Regions from separate parts of the Mus musculus genome. Here region 2 is linked to region 1. A link is a contact called in public promoter capture Hi-C data. All regions are on one chromosome and are shown on one strand. Each heading gives the region's core, a stretch centred on a gene start, on an enhancer-like site or on the middle of the called end of the contact. The rest is flanking DNA. Distances are from core to core; before and after follow the strand shown.

Region 1 (7,311 bases), core at 3,178-5,677:
TGAGCCAACCCAACATTGTTTCCTCCCAAGAGGCTAAAAAACCAAAGGACTAAGCGACTGCCCTCTGCTCACCATCCCAGGCTGCACGTTCCACCAGGAAGCACCAGAGCAAACCATTCTGATCCAGTTTAGTCTGTACTGAGGACTGTGCCGCACTGGGAATGGTGGCACTTTGTCTGTGATCCTAGCACCCTGGAGGCAGAGCAGAGATCAGCCAGTTCTAGACCAGCCAGAATTACATGGTGAGACCTTTTGAGGAGAAGGATTAAGGGGATGGAGAAGAAGTGTGGCTAAATCTTCCCCAGAGTAATCAAATTGGAGAGGTGACAACCAAAGACATTTCTCAAAGAGAATTGTATGCAATTCACTAAGCTGAAACTTGGTAGAAATACTTTTGAGCAGTTCTTCCCGGAGTCATCTGTGGGTTAAGAGCTAAAAAAAGAAAGAGAATCTCCAGTCCTGTTCCAGCTGGGGAAAGGCGTGTGGCCTTTCTCAGGCTCAGCATAGTCGGTGAGGCTGGGGAAAGGTGTGTGGCCTTTCTCAGGCTCAGCATAGTCGGTGAGGCTGGGGAAAGGTGTGTGGCCTTTCTCAGGCTCAGCATAGTCGGTGAGGCTGGGGAAAGGTGTGTGGCCTTTCTCAGGCTCAGCATAGTCGGTGAGGCTGGGGAAAGGTGTGTGGCCTTTCTCAGGCTCAGCATAGTCGGTGAGGCTGGGGAAAGGTGTGTGGCCTTTCTCAGGCTCAGCATAGTCGGTGAGGCTGGGGAAAGGTGTGTGGCCTTTCTCAGGCTTCTGGCTTCTTACCTGTAAAGCAAGAGGGAGACCTACTTGGCTAATTACCACCTCAGAGAACTAGCAATGACACAGTGAGAGAGAACAGCAGTGGGTCACGGGAATGAGCAAACACCAAAAAAAAACAAAAAACAAAAAACAACAACAACAACAACAAAAAAAACCAATAACAACAACAACAACAACAAAAAGAACTCAAGCTCTAAGAGAAAGGCCAGAAAGAGGGCGCAATGGTAAGAAGCCACCTGGCCCTGCAGTGTCACCTCAGCAGGGAGCTCCAAGTTAACCAGGGCGATTCTTCCCAACCTTGCCCTTCCCCCGTTAGTGTTCAGAGACAGGGTCTTGTATGTGCCCAGGCTGGCCTCGGTTTTACATCCTCCTGAGTGTATGCGACCACACCCAGCGCATTTTTCTCTTTCTTCTTCTTAAAGAACACCCAAACATGCAAATGTACTTGAACACCCACTTAACAAATGTCTGCATGTGTGAAAAATGAATAACATGAAAATTAACAGATGAAAATTTCAGAGACTTCTAACCAATAATTAAAATAAAGGAGAACATGTAACACAGTTGGTGTTTTTTCAGGGACTTCTAACCAATAAACAATTTTTTAAATGTGCATTGGTGCTTGACCTACATATATGTCTGTGTGAGGGCATCGGGTCCTCTGGAACTGGAGTTACAGATGGTTGTTAGCTGCCATGTGGGTGCTGGGAATTGAACCTGGGTCCTCTGTAAGAGCAGTCAATGCTCTTAACCGCTGAGTCATCTCTCCAGCCTCCCAACTGATAAATAAAGAGGAAACGTGACATAGCTGGTGTCACAACCCTGGTGGCACACAACCCTGGTGCCATCTTTACCCCAAACAATTAAGTGCTGAAGGGACAACACAAGGCCTCGGTCTCCATCCCACTTCCCCAGGAGCTCCTCTCTGTCACCCTTCCACACAGCTCAGCTCTCCTGTGAGAGTGGAGGCCCTGATGGCTCTGCGACCCTTGACACCTGCCATGACACTCCTGGGCCCATTCCCTTCCTTTTCTTGGTCACGGTGCAGAACATGGTGTGTATTTAGCGAGTGTGGACACACATGCATATGTGTGCTTTGAAACAGGGTCTTACTTTGTAGCTCAAGTTAGTCTTGAACTCACTACACAGACTAAGCTGGCCCTGAACTTCCAGCAATCCCATCTCAGCCTCCCAGACGCTGGGACAACCGGCATGCACCATCATGACCACCTTCAGATGTACCTGTGCTTGCTGATTGTGACACTTTCCTGTAGCGCAGGTATCTATCCTTTTATGTGATACAGAGGACTGAGTTCCAGGCTATGAGCAGGAGGAAAATACTTTTCAACTGATTACATCTTCAGCCAGAAATTAACATTTTTTAATGCCTAGGACCTTCTGGCCACTAATTACCGTCTCTCAAACAAAACCCAGTACAACAAATAGCAAACACGCAGTACACTAACTCTACTGAAAAGGCATCTATCTACAAGTCTGGTCTTTGAGGTCCTAACACTGGTGGCAGAAGCAAGGCACTGAAAAGGGTTTCCCACTCCCAGATCTAGGAAATAAGTAGCAAGTGTAACGTTAGAGGAGAGGACACCTTCCTCTGAGAGGTAAGAGGGGATTCGTGGGAAACTACCCTGAGAAATCAGCGACATCTCTCCCGACCAGAACTGTACTCAGTTTGTTACCTGCTCTGCCCCATAGACCGTGGCGAATTGGATGAAATCCTCGATGCGGACGAAGCCGTCCCCATCTCTGTCCAGGGCGTCAAATACCGCCCTGAGGCGTGCACCCTCCTCCTGAGCTGTCCCGGGCTCGCTGGGCAGCGACAACGCTGGTCCTGGGTCCGAGGGTGGCCCGGGACATGCCTGCAGCAGCTCGCCGTCGGCGAGCAAGGGCTCAAGGGGTAGGCCCCGCGTAGGGCAGCAGTCTTCCAGCTCCTCAGGCCAACTGCTCCGGACTTTGGGCTTCTCTGGCTCTTTAAATTGAAGACACGAAACTATGGGTTCCTCTCGATCCTCGGGCCAGAAGCAGGGTGCATCGGGCTCTTCCTGCCAGCACCGCTTTGTGTTCTGCTCCTCCGGCCAGAGGCACAGCACCTGGGGCTCCTCTGACCAACATCGTGATGGATCGGGCTCGTCTGGTTCATTGGCCCAGAAACACGGTGGGTTGAGAGCATCCGGCTCCTCGGATTCCTCGGGCCAACAACAGTGAAGTGCATCGGCCTCCTCTGGTTCCTTGACCAAGAGGCACGGTGCATCGGGTACCCCCTGCCACAGGTGAGAGACATCAGGCTCCTCTGGCTCCTTGGCCGAGAGGCACCCTGTGTCCGCCTCCTGAGGACAGCTGTGAGAGGCATCAGGCTCTTCTAGCTCCTTGGCCAACAAACACGGTGCCTCTGACTCCTGGGGCCAGCAGTGAAGGGCGTCAGGCTCTTCCAGCTCCTCCGTCAAGAGGCACGGTGCGTCGGATTCCTCCCACTTTTTGGCCAAGAGACAGGGCACGTCGGGCTCCTGGGGCCAGCAGCGAGGGGCGTCGGGTTCCTCCAGCTCTTTGGCTAAGTGGCACGGTGCGTCTGGTTCCTCCAGCTCCTTAGCCAAGTGACAGGATTCGTCGGGCTCCTGGGGCCAGCAGCGAGGGGAGTCGAGGTCCTCCAGTTCCTTGGCCAAGTGGCACGGTGCGTCTGGCCCTTGAAGCCAGCAGCGAAGGGCATCAGGTTCCTCCACCTCCTTGAGCAAGTGACAGAATGCGTCTGGTTCCTGGGGCCAGCAGCGAGGGGCGTCGGGTTCCTCTAGCTCCTTGGCCAAGTGGCACGGCACGTCGGGCTCCTGGGGCCAGCACCGAGGGATGTTGGGTTCCTCTAGCTCTTTGGCCAAGTAGCACGGTGTGTCGGGCTCCTGGGGCAGGCAGCGAGGGGCGTCGGGTTCCTCCAACTCCTTGGCCAAGTGGCACGGTGTGTCTGGCTCCTGGGGCCAGCAGCGAGGGGAGTCGGATTCCTCCAGCTCCTCTGCCAAGTGACAGGATTCATCGGGCTCCTGGGACGAGCAGCGAGGGGCATTGGGCTCTTTGGCCCAGCGACTAGGAGCGTGAGGCTCCTCTACCTCCTCGGGCCAGCAGATTGGCGCGTTGGGTCCCTCTGGCCACCGTTGAAGCTGGGCGTGTTCCTCGGGCTCTTCTGACCAGCCGCGAGGAGCGTCGGGCCCCACCAGCCCCATGACCCCACGCTGGGGCCCAGACGCTGGCTGGTCGTGGTCTGACAGGGAGGTCGGCTGGCACAGCTCCATGATCCGGCGCCGGCTAAACTAGGGATGATACGAAAGGCGCGGAAGGCAGACAAAGGCGCTCAGGGCGCGGCGGCGGGCGCGGGCATCCCCGCGGCGACGCGGGCGGGCGCGCGCGGGGCGCCCGGACTGCTGAGGCTGGCGCTCGGGCCCTGCTCCGCCCTCGCCCATCTTCGCACCGCACCTTAGCGGCTCCCGGCCCCGCAGCGCGGCTGGCGCGGGCCCATGGCAGCGGCACAGTCCGGATGATGTAAGGACCCAGTGGCGGGGAGTGGACGGTGGGAGACAGGCACCGGCCGGGCAGCGGAGGATGAAGCCAGAGCGCCTGAGCTTAGGAACCCAGTGAGGGACGCCGGCGCCGGCGCCGGCCCGCCCTCCGTCGCGCGTGACGTCAGCACGCCGTGTAACCTGATCACGCCCCCATGGATTGCTATAAAGGTGAGTTCGAAGAGGGCACAGCTTAGGGGCGACGGTGCTCTGCCCAATTCGAGTTTTCCGTACGATTTGCGCGAGTGGGATGAGTGAAGTGTTCTGTCGCAGGAAGAGGCGCCCGAGAATAGGTTTTGGAAAACTATTGCTGAACGGGAACAAAACATTCGCATATCCCAAAAGAAGCCGCTAGTCCCTTCTGTGTGACTCCTTCACAAACTGGTGGTACAAACCAGAATATTAATTGGCAGCAAGTAGGAGCGAAGGAGCGCTCGAATTGCCCCACCAGGTAAGGAATTATCCAAAGTCTCTCACACAAGGACAGGATCTAAGGGGCTCACACATTCATCCACAGGAGCGCACAGTAAAATAAAGAGGCACAGATGTTGTTTTACTTTGATATGTTGTTTGGTATCTTTTTGAAACAGGAACTTGTGCAGCCCACGCTACCTTTAACTCCTAATCCTGCCGCCATGGATTGTAGACTGGCCCAAACAACCCTGCTCTGAACATGTTTTTAAATTACATAAACAGCGCTTATCTCTTTATTGCTAACTAATGCCGTTATCATCATCAAAGGGTCGTGCTCAGAGATGCGGAGCAGTTGACTAAGCCAGTTGGAAGCAATGAGGTGCATCTAGTCAAGAACTAAATTTAGCCATTTAGCCAGGGGAAACTATGAACCAATTGTACACTCGTGGGCACCATGGACAAGTATGGTTTCATAAGCAGTTTTGGCAAAAGCTGAAAACTGAACTCCGTTTCCAGGTGTACAGCCAGCTAATCTACTGAGTCATCCCCAAGCAAAACTCCCAGCATATTATAGGAGACTTCCAGCAGCTGGGAAAAAGGAAGGTGATGTGCTCCCTCCCTAAAATGTAGTCCTATTTTCCTGTAAGAACTGAATGCTTTTGTGAGGAATATATATATTGAAAGAATAAAGTCCCCTCTATCTAATGCAAGGACTGGAAATTCCCTTTGACTGACAAACATTCTCACATGCAGTTCCAGTGAGTGCCAACCTTTCTATTTAGTGTGTCATGGTAAGTATCCACCTGTCCTTTGGTGTTCTCAGTCAAGATCAGTTTTCTGAGGAGCCAGGTGTTCCTGTTGTGTGCCAAAACTAAGAAAAATATTTATGACTTCCAGCATTTGTGTGCCCAAATAGAACCAGTGTGTAGAGAATGCACACCTCCTGGCTCAGACCAAGCAATGGGGCTGCAGATGAAAGGTTATAAGGAGTCAGGCGATGGGCTGGTGAGATGGCTCAGCACTAGCTGCTCTTCCAAAGGTCCTGAGTTCAAATCCCAGCAATCATATGGTAGCTCACAACCACCCATAATGAGATCTGACTCACTCTGAAGACAGCTACAGTGTACTTATGTATAGTGATAAATTAAATCTTTGGGCCGGAGCCAGCAGGGACTGAGTGAGCAGAGTTGACCAGAGCAAGCAGGGTTGACCAGAGTGAGCAGAGGTCCTAAAAATTCAACCCCAACAACCACATGAAGGCTCACAACCATCTGTACAGCTACAGTGTATTCATATACATAAAATAAATAAATCTTTTTAAAAAAAACTTGAAAAAAAAAAAGAGCCAGTCGAGATGAGGAAGGTGGCTCAGTCAACAAAGTGACCGTCCTGAAATCATGAGGACCTGAGTTCAGATTCCGGCACCCATCTTAAAAGCTGAGAATGTACCTATAATCCCAGCACTAAGGAGGCAGATGCTCACCAGCCAACCCAACTGTCCCAATAAGAAGGAGGAGGAGGAGGGAGAGAGGGAAGAGGAGAAGGAAGAAGAAGAGGTGGAAGAAGAGGAGGCTGGAGAGATGACTCAGTAGTTAAAAGCCCTGTTTTCTTCCTGAGAACCCAGGTTCAGTTCCAAGCACCCACATAGAAGCTCACAACCATGTGTAACCCCAAGTGCTACTCAGATACCAGGTACGGACGTGGTACACAGATATACATGGAGCCAAACATACACATAGATTATTTTTAGCCAGGCGTGGTGGCACATGCCTTTAATCCCAGCACTTGGGAGGCAGAGGCAGGTGGATTTCTGAGTTTGAGGCCAGCCTGGTCTACAAAGTGAGTTCCAGGACAGCCAGGGCTAAACAGAGAAACCCTGTCTCGAAAAACCAAAAAAAAAAAAAAAAAAAATTTAATGTTTAAAATTAAACAAAAAAAAAATTAAGCTAGGAGCAGGGGCTCAGTAGTTAAGAGCAGCTGCACTGCAAGCATAAGAACCAAGTTCAAATCTTGCACCCTCCTGTAACTCCAGCTCTCAAAGGTGTAGAGACAAGACAGCCACTGGGGTGAGACGCCTGTCAGCCACAAGCATAAGGACCAAGTTCAAATCCTGTGCCCTCCTGTAACTCTGACTGCTTGCTCTTCCAGAGGTCCTGAGTTCAATTCTCAGCAACCACATGGTGGCCCACAACCATCTGTAATGAGATTTGATGCCCTCTTCTAGTGTGTCTGAAGAGAGCTACAGTGTACTCATATAAATGAAATAAGTAAATCGTTTAAAAAATATATGTCACTTTCTGACCCCCACAAACAAGGTACACATAGCTTCACACACATGAGACTGAAGCAGAATTGACATCCATCCCAGGCCAGGTGCAGAATCAAGACAAAGAAGGAAAAGAGAAGCAGCAGCTACTTTTGCCTGAAAAAGCATTGACTCCTTATTCAGACCAGCAAGATTGAAGATTGAAGGCAGAAAGAAAAGGCATTGCTCTGCCCTTGCATGGGGAGGCCACACCCCGGAGCAGAGGCAATCATGGGAGAAC
Region 2 (7,311 bases), core at 1,569-4,068, 500 kb after region 1:
CCTTGTCAGGGCCTGCTTATTACTGACTAGTTTAAGGCATTGATATTTAAGGAGCACACCGCTCAACTTTCGGCTGCTACTGCCTTGGGGCTTTCTGGATGTGTCTCAGGCCCTGAGTGCCCGGGTGCCACAGGGTTCCCACTAATGCCAGTTGAGAAAGTCCTTGCTTGCTGGGGCTCACTGGAGACCAGTAAGAATGGATTCCCCACCGTTCGATCTCCTCACGCAGGGTGAGCTGTGGGTCCAGCCCATGTCTTTCTTCTCTTTCAGACGTTGACATAGCAGAGCTCTAGGACTCACTGTGAAGGAAGGCTCCGCCGTTCTACAGACCTTTACCACATACAGGGCCACTCATCGGCTTGCTGAGGGTTGTACCCAGTGTTTAGCCACCTGCCACTTGGACTATCATTAGGGGATGGGTGGCATATGGCACAACCCTGTGGAATTGCCAGAGGAGTGTTGCATGTGTGGGGGGGAGGGGGAACGTGTCACATGACTGGGTTCTAGGAGTAGCCACTATATAAGCAAACTTGACATCCATCCCTTTGTCACTGAAGAGAGTGAATGAGTCTTCCTTTTAAACCCTGGTGAGGGTGACCCCTCTGGCAAAAGCACTTTGCATGGATATAGATAAAGCTGGAGTCGGAGTTTGGCCTATTGGCATTGAAGCCTTAGCTCTGGGGCACAAGGGGAATCTTGAAAAGCCACCACTTTGTCAAACCTTTTAATAGTGGGGAGCACAGGGGGCGTACAGTGATTAGAACATCCCCATTTCCCACCAGTTCAAGACCAAGGGGAACCCAGCTTCCTAACTTGGGTGTGTTTTCCTGCCTAGGAAATGGGTATGATCGACATCCTCACATGAGACCAGGTGGCATGTGGGACCAGCAAGCACTGTCCTCTGCCTGCCGCCATTATTGTACCCTTTGACCGAGGCACCTGCTCTGTAATTAGCGAATTCTGCCATCTTCTCTTCCCTTTCATCAGTATCTGACCTCCTAAGGGCCAGGATTTATATCCAGTTTGTATGTGGTTGCGTCTGCAGGTGGAATGGTACTTGACTAGAGGTCCCCCCTTGGGCAAAACACACCTCTCCAGTTTGTCCAGTGTGATTGCATGTGCCAGCTGCTGGTGGAGAATTCTGCATCCCTCTTTCCTGTTTTTGGTGCTTGGAGGAGAACCCAGGACTCGTGCATGCTAAGCAAATTCCCACAGAGCTGCATCCCAAGGCCCTCTCTCCTCATCCTTGAATTGGCCCTTTCTGAGTTTTAGGGGTTAAGGGCGGAGGTTGAGCCTTAAATGATTACCGTGTTTGCTTTGTTCCCGTTGAGCGGTTTTACTGATACTGATCATTGAACTCACAGAACTGGCTTTTGTTACCTAGGTCCGGGGGTGTTGTTCCCAGTTCCGGCTGACTGGTGGCACTTGCTGCCTGTTACTCCAGAGGCTTTGACAGCCTCCGTCCCCAGAGCCTGAGCCCCACTTTCAGGAGAGAGGCAATGGCTAGCTCTGCCACAGTGGCAGTCCCCGTGTTGAGACCCCATGATCTAAGAGTGGTGTGCTCCTCCCCTGGCTAGCTGTGTGCTCACTTCAAGGAGGGAGGGGGATGTGTGCTGCCTGTCGGGCAAGAAAGCTGTCCTTGCAGCGCAGAGCCCAGGTTCAGATGCTGATCTGGGGGACCCAGTGCACAATGCAAGTTCAGTTCTGTTGAGAAAGGATAGAGTTTCAGTATGGGTGACCCCGAGTGACAGCGCAGGTCATTTGATTGTGGTGCTGGCCCCATCATGACTTGGTTTGGTCTCCTCCACTGCTTACTGTAGCTTTCCAAAGGTCTTCTCCCCTCAGGGGACTTGAGTGGACCTTGCAAAAGTCTCTCTCTCTCTCTCTCTCTCTCTGTCTGTCTGTCTCTGTCTCTTGTGTTTCCCTCTTTCTTGTTTGCAGTGCTGGGAATGGAACCCATGACCTTGCACATGATGGGCATGTATTTTACCACTGAGCTACCCCACCTGGGTCCCAGCATGACCCTCTTGAAGTTGGCTTGAGGTTTTTCTGCACCCTACTTTCAGTCTTCAAATGAGTGATGTTGATCTGAGAATCCAGTCTGGTTTCCTCAGTGTCTGACATGCCTTCCCCAGTGGGCCTTGCTGAAAGCTGAAGTCCCTTACTCTCTGTGGTAGGCTAAGCTGACCAACCACTGAGGCTCTGACAGTTCACTGTCAATTGAGGGACCAATACAAATGCCCCCATTTCTACCTTGGCATTCCAGGAAGAGCCAGAGACCGATGGGTTAGTCCACGTACTTCACGGCATGTTTATAAAAATATTACTGAAAATTCAGACTGGAGGCGGAATGACCTGTAAAACCCAGGTTGAGTTTATTGAGCTTGTCCAGGTGCTGAGCCCTGTTGAGTGAGCTGCACTGGGGGAGTCTCACAGGGGTGACTCGTTCACACATACACACACACACACACACACACACACACACACACAGAGTGAGCTGCACTGGGGGAGTCTCACAGGGGTGACTCGTTCACACATACACACACACACACACACACACACACACACAGAGTGAGCTGCACTGGGGGAGTCTCACAGGGGTGACTCGTTCACACATACACACACACACACACACACACACACACAGAGTGAGCTGCACTGGGGGAGTCTCACAGGGGTGACTCGTACACACACACACACACACACACACACACACACACACACACACACACACACACACACACACTGCAGGCCCTGAAGACCCTTCTTAGTCATCCCACCTTAGTGAGCAGGCCTGAGGGCATTTGCAGGAGCTGATACAACACTGCTGTTCCCTTGTAGAGCAGCCGCTCTGCCCCATGGGCTAGAAGCGCTCTCTTTCCTGGTCCCTAGATTCAGAGAGAGGCAAAACCTCCTCTAAGAATGCATCTCCTTCCTCCTTGCTAACCCTGCCCCAGCGTGCTCCTCATGAATCTTTTAACCGTCTGCAGGCACTCCATGCTTCCCTTTCTACCCCTTTTCCTCTCTTCTTCTCTCTATCACCTGATTCCATAATCTTCTAAAATTAATTTTTTGCTAAAGTCCCCATCCCAAACGTAAATGTAACTTTTATTCATCAGACGTGATTGTTGTCTTGGAGGCTTACTGCTGGAATAAACTTACCCTTTCTAGCTCTTTCTGAACTCTTGGCTGGCTGATTCAGCTCAGTTGTTTTGGCCCAAACTCCTGTCTAAGCTGACTGATTCAAACTGGCTCCTCTCAGCTTTGGACTGAATTGCTCTACTTGGCCTTAAACTAACTCTGGCAGTCTGTTCTAATTTTCTGGGTCCTTCTCGTTCTCTGGATAATAGCCGTGTTCATGCACTTGCCTGGAACAGTCCCTCTCTGGCCATTTGGATTCCTGACTCTGGTAAGGAAGGCAGGCATTCTGCCTGAGGCTTGCCTTGCACCTCCAGATCAGTGAGGCAGCACCTGGTTGCCCATGGGCATTGCTTGAAATCAGAACAGAGCTAGCTGTGGGTCTGCTAAAGCTTTTCAGTGAGTGATGCCAACCCAGAGGTGAGAAGGATTGCTCTGAGTTGGAAGAGTCACAAGCAGGTGGGTTGGAGCCCTCAGGGAGCAGGGCATTGGAGGAGCCCTGGTGGGCAACCCTGGAGAAAAGAGTTCTGGCCCTACCTGACCCTCCTGTTTGATCTTAAACAGTCTGGTTTTCTACTTCTACAGTGGCCAATAAAGAGAGCCAGGCTCAGATCTCTCTCTCTCTCTCTCTCTCTCTCTCTCTCTCTCTCTCTCTCTCTGTGTGTGTGTGTGTCTGTGTCTGCTGGATATTAAGTGTAGGGCATAGCTGGTATTCTCCCACTGAGTTATACTGTCACCCCTAATATTTTGAGATAGGACCTGCTAAATTGCCCATACTACTGTAGCATCCATGAAGGGCTGCATGGAAGGAACCAGGGCCTGGGTCAGCCCAGTTGGTGCCAGATGTGTGATCTAAGGAGCCCTGCTGTCTTGTGCCTGGCACCGTTTCTCAGAATACAGTTTGACCTGTTAAGGAAGGGCAATTAGCCTAGTCATCTGTTGTCAGCTTGAGTGTGTAGGTCTATTAACCTAATTACATTGGTTATATATGTGGGAGGAGTACAGGATAGGCAGCCCTCCGGCACTCCTGTGTGTTTATTCTGAAAGTTCGTGACCCACAGGGAAAGCAGGAAGAAGCCCCATAAAAGCCACCTCATCCGCAGAGGCTGCTGCACCTACTTGTCTTGTTTCACAGCCATGGAGATCGACCCCCAGACATTTCAGATCTCAAAGTTGGTCTTCCAAGGAGGCCCTTGGTCCCAAGCGCACCAGAAGGCACAGACTCCTTGTCCAGGAACACCAGCTGCCCTCCAGGAACCTGCCTGAAGCCTAGCTGGACAGGAAGCAAGGGCTATCTGAAATGTTCATCCAAATAGTGGGAACTCTGCCCGAGATGAGAGGCCTGGCAGTGGCCAAACTTCTAATGCAGTGAACTCACAGGCCTTATGTGTATGCATGCATTTTTGTGCTTATAGTTGGAACGACACATAACCCAATTTTAAAGATGCACAGGGGACCTAATATACAGCTCTCAAAGAATAGTCAGGTGGTTAGTGGGGAATTGAGTAGTTCTACATCAGCCCTGGGAAATAAAAACTGAAACAGTTGTAGCTGCCACTCACACCTGGCAGCTGCTGCCTGCCTGCTGGTCTGGAGTCCCAGCAGCTCCTTCAGCCTCCCTTCTTGCTCCCATTTGAGGCTGAGTCTTGGAAGTGATGTTTCTTGAAGTTTCTTAAGCACTGAGCCAGTCCACACACATCACGGACAACCGTGCAGGTCCCAAGAGACAGACACAGGCAATAAGACTTCGTTGTCTTTGCCTTATTTGCGTCTGTAATAACCACCCAGTAAAATTGGTGGTTGTGTGTATGTGTGTGTACTTCTAATGATATATAAGACATGCTTGTGAAGTCACAACCGCCATGTGGATACAGAACAGGTCCAGGACCCTAGCAAACTCATGCTGTCACTTTATAGTCAGGTGGCGTTAAATTGAGTTTTGAAATGCAGGAAGAATACTTGAGATCTGCCCTCCTGAGACACTCAACATGTTAGCTGTGGCAGATGTCTGCAGCAGGTCTACAGAAGGTAACCACAGTATCTGAAACTGTCTATGGGACAGCTCCCTCTGTCCCTCCCTAGTCTGTGGCAACCACCACTCACTTCTCTGAGCTTGCCTGTTTTTAAGAGTTTACGGAGAGGAGTCACTCTATGTTTGTCCTGTGGCTGGTTCACAGCATTTAACATTAAGTCCCTCTACAGGACCTCCTTTTTTAGTGCTGCGTAGTACTCCGATGTGTACTCACAATGCTGTCTTATCTCCTCATCTCTCAGGGGACCTTGAAGTTGTTCCCACAGCTTGGCTGGTGTGCTTAATCCTCAGCGAACAGAGATGTGGAGACACTTCTTCATGAGATTCCGACTCAAACTTGTGGAGAGTAATAGATGCCAAGTAACGAGGTTGCTGGTTCAGGTAGTCTGTTTTTAATTCCCACGGTGGTTATGCTGTTGTTAGTCCCAGCAACCTGACTCCTTGCCCTCACCAGCCTTTACCTTTTGTCTTTAGATGTCGTCATGCAGGGAGATATGAGGTGAAGCTCCAGGACTTGTTTGTAACCATGAACTTTTCCATTCATGCCATTTTGTTCCCCCATTTTGTTGGTTAGACTCTAAGATTTTATATATATATATATATGAATAAATGCCTAGGCTAAAAGCCTTGGATCTTTCCCTGACTAGCTCATACCTTAAATCCCTTTATTCTAGTCTAAGTTCTGCCAGGTGGCTGTGACCATTGTCCTCTGTCCATGGGGCCGAATCTTCTCTTGGCATGACTGTCCCTCTCCCAGAACCCCCTCCTCCTACTGGGTGTCCCACCTTCTAATTCTGCCTCAACTCATTGGCCAATAAACTTTATATTGACAATTGAGTCTTTCAGAGAGTGCACAAGAGATTATCCCCACACCTATTTGCCTTGTCCCCTCTGCTCAGACCTTCTCATGGGGCCACGTGTACTTTTGCCGTAGAGATGAAGGACTCCCTGTACGTCTTGGATATATTCTCCTTGTCAGATCTGTGGTTGGAGAATATTTTCTTCCATCCCCTAGGTTGCTTTTTCTTTCCAGTAACTGTTTCCTCTGCTGATTCCATATTAGAATAGGAAGTTAGAGCCCAGAGCTGGGAAGTAACTGGCCAGGCACATAGCTACCAAGTTGTGTGCAAGTCTGGAATTTCAGAGCTCACTCATAGGATGTCCTGCTTTTCCAGACACCCTGAGCATACTGGTTCTCATGAATCCTGGTGAGGCCTTGTCTGCGTCACATTCACACCAGAAGGAATTAGCTAAAACGTCCCCAGAGAGCTTTTGGAGTCCTGGTGTTGCTTGGCCTGCTCTGATGTTTTCCTGGGTCCCAAAGTCCATTCATGGTATACAGTGTCTCCAGACCTCCCAGGAATGTGACACAGAGTCTGGGCCAGGATGCTCTTCTCCATTGCAAATGCCCCAGAGGATACCTGGCTGCTCTAAGCTGCCCCAAGCCCTTCCCGTGTGGCAGATCTCTCGTGATGGCTCTTTTCTCACCATTCAGTAGCTGGGGTACCCTGGACCACTGCAGGCCTTAGTTTTTCCCATTTGTAGATTAGAGTGCTCTTTCATTGCAGGGATCTGGAGAGGCCCTGGCCCAGCAGCTATTTAACCCCTGTATTCTCACTGGGACTGGTAGACCACAGTGGCTGGGCACATGGTGTGTGACCATGGGAAGCAGGGCCCTGGCTCTGCAATGCCAGTGATGCACACCTGAGAGTCCCTGGGACAGGTTGGATCTGGGCTACCCTTTGCAGCAACCATAGGTGACATCAGTGTGCTTGCCTGAGAGGAAGTATTGCACTGAGATAATCCAAGAGCTGCCTGTGGCTAGCTAGAAAGCTGTGTCTGTGTGCAAAGGTGGCTTCAGTGTGTCTGTGTAGCCCTCATCTTTTAAGAGATGACAAAAAGTTTAAAATGATGTACAGATGATTGGCTACAGACTCCAGTTTTGTTTCTGTTAACGTTCATTGTGAGCCTAACAAGTCTCTTGTGGGACACTGGCCATGTACAGTCCTGTGTCCCACTTTCTGGCCAGTGTGATCAGCATGTGTTCACTGGATGGACAAGGACTTTGAGCAGAGCCCCTGCGACTCTTGCCCCATGGCCAGAGGGGTATGTCAGGGTTCTGTTCCCACAGGGTGGTCTAG

Evidence for each region. Capture Hi-C pulls out chosen DNA fragments and counts their contacts.
Region 2: a promoter capture Hi-C map of pancreatic islet shows a contact between it and region 1. The contact joins the promoter of 1700049J03Rik here to the promoter of Rab11fip3 in region 1. A contact is called at or near these places in 1 of 115 datasets of contacts at active chromatin or transcription factors (memory CD8 T cells) and 1 of 9 other capture datasets (pancreatic islet).

Annotation. Positions count from the first base shown.
Region 1 is chr17:26,065,091-26,072,401 of GRCm38.p6, forward strand. Rab11fip3 (RAB11 family interacting protein 3 (class II)) reads right to left here and starts at 4,428. Exons shown (of 14, transcript NM_001162868.2): 1 at 2,492-4,428. The coding sequence starts at 4,087.
Region 2 is chr17:26,563,253-26,570,563 of GRCm38.p6, forward strand. It overlaps 1700049J03Rik (a long non-coding RNA gene), which reads right to left and starts at 2,819. Exons shown (of 4, transcript XR_001782188.2): 1 at 1-2,819. The region is part of intron 1 of Ergic1 (endoplasmic reticulum-golgi intermediate compartment (ERGIC) 1); the gene reads left to right.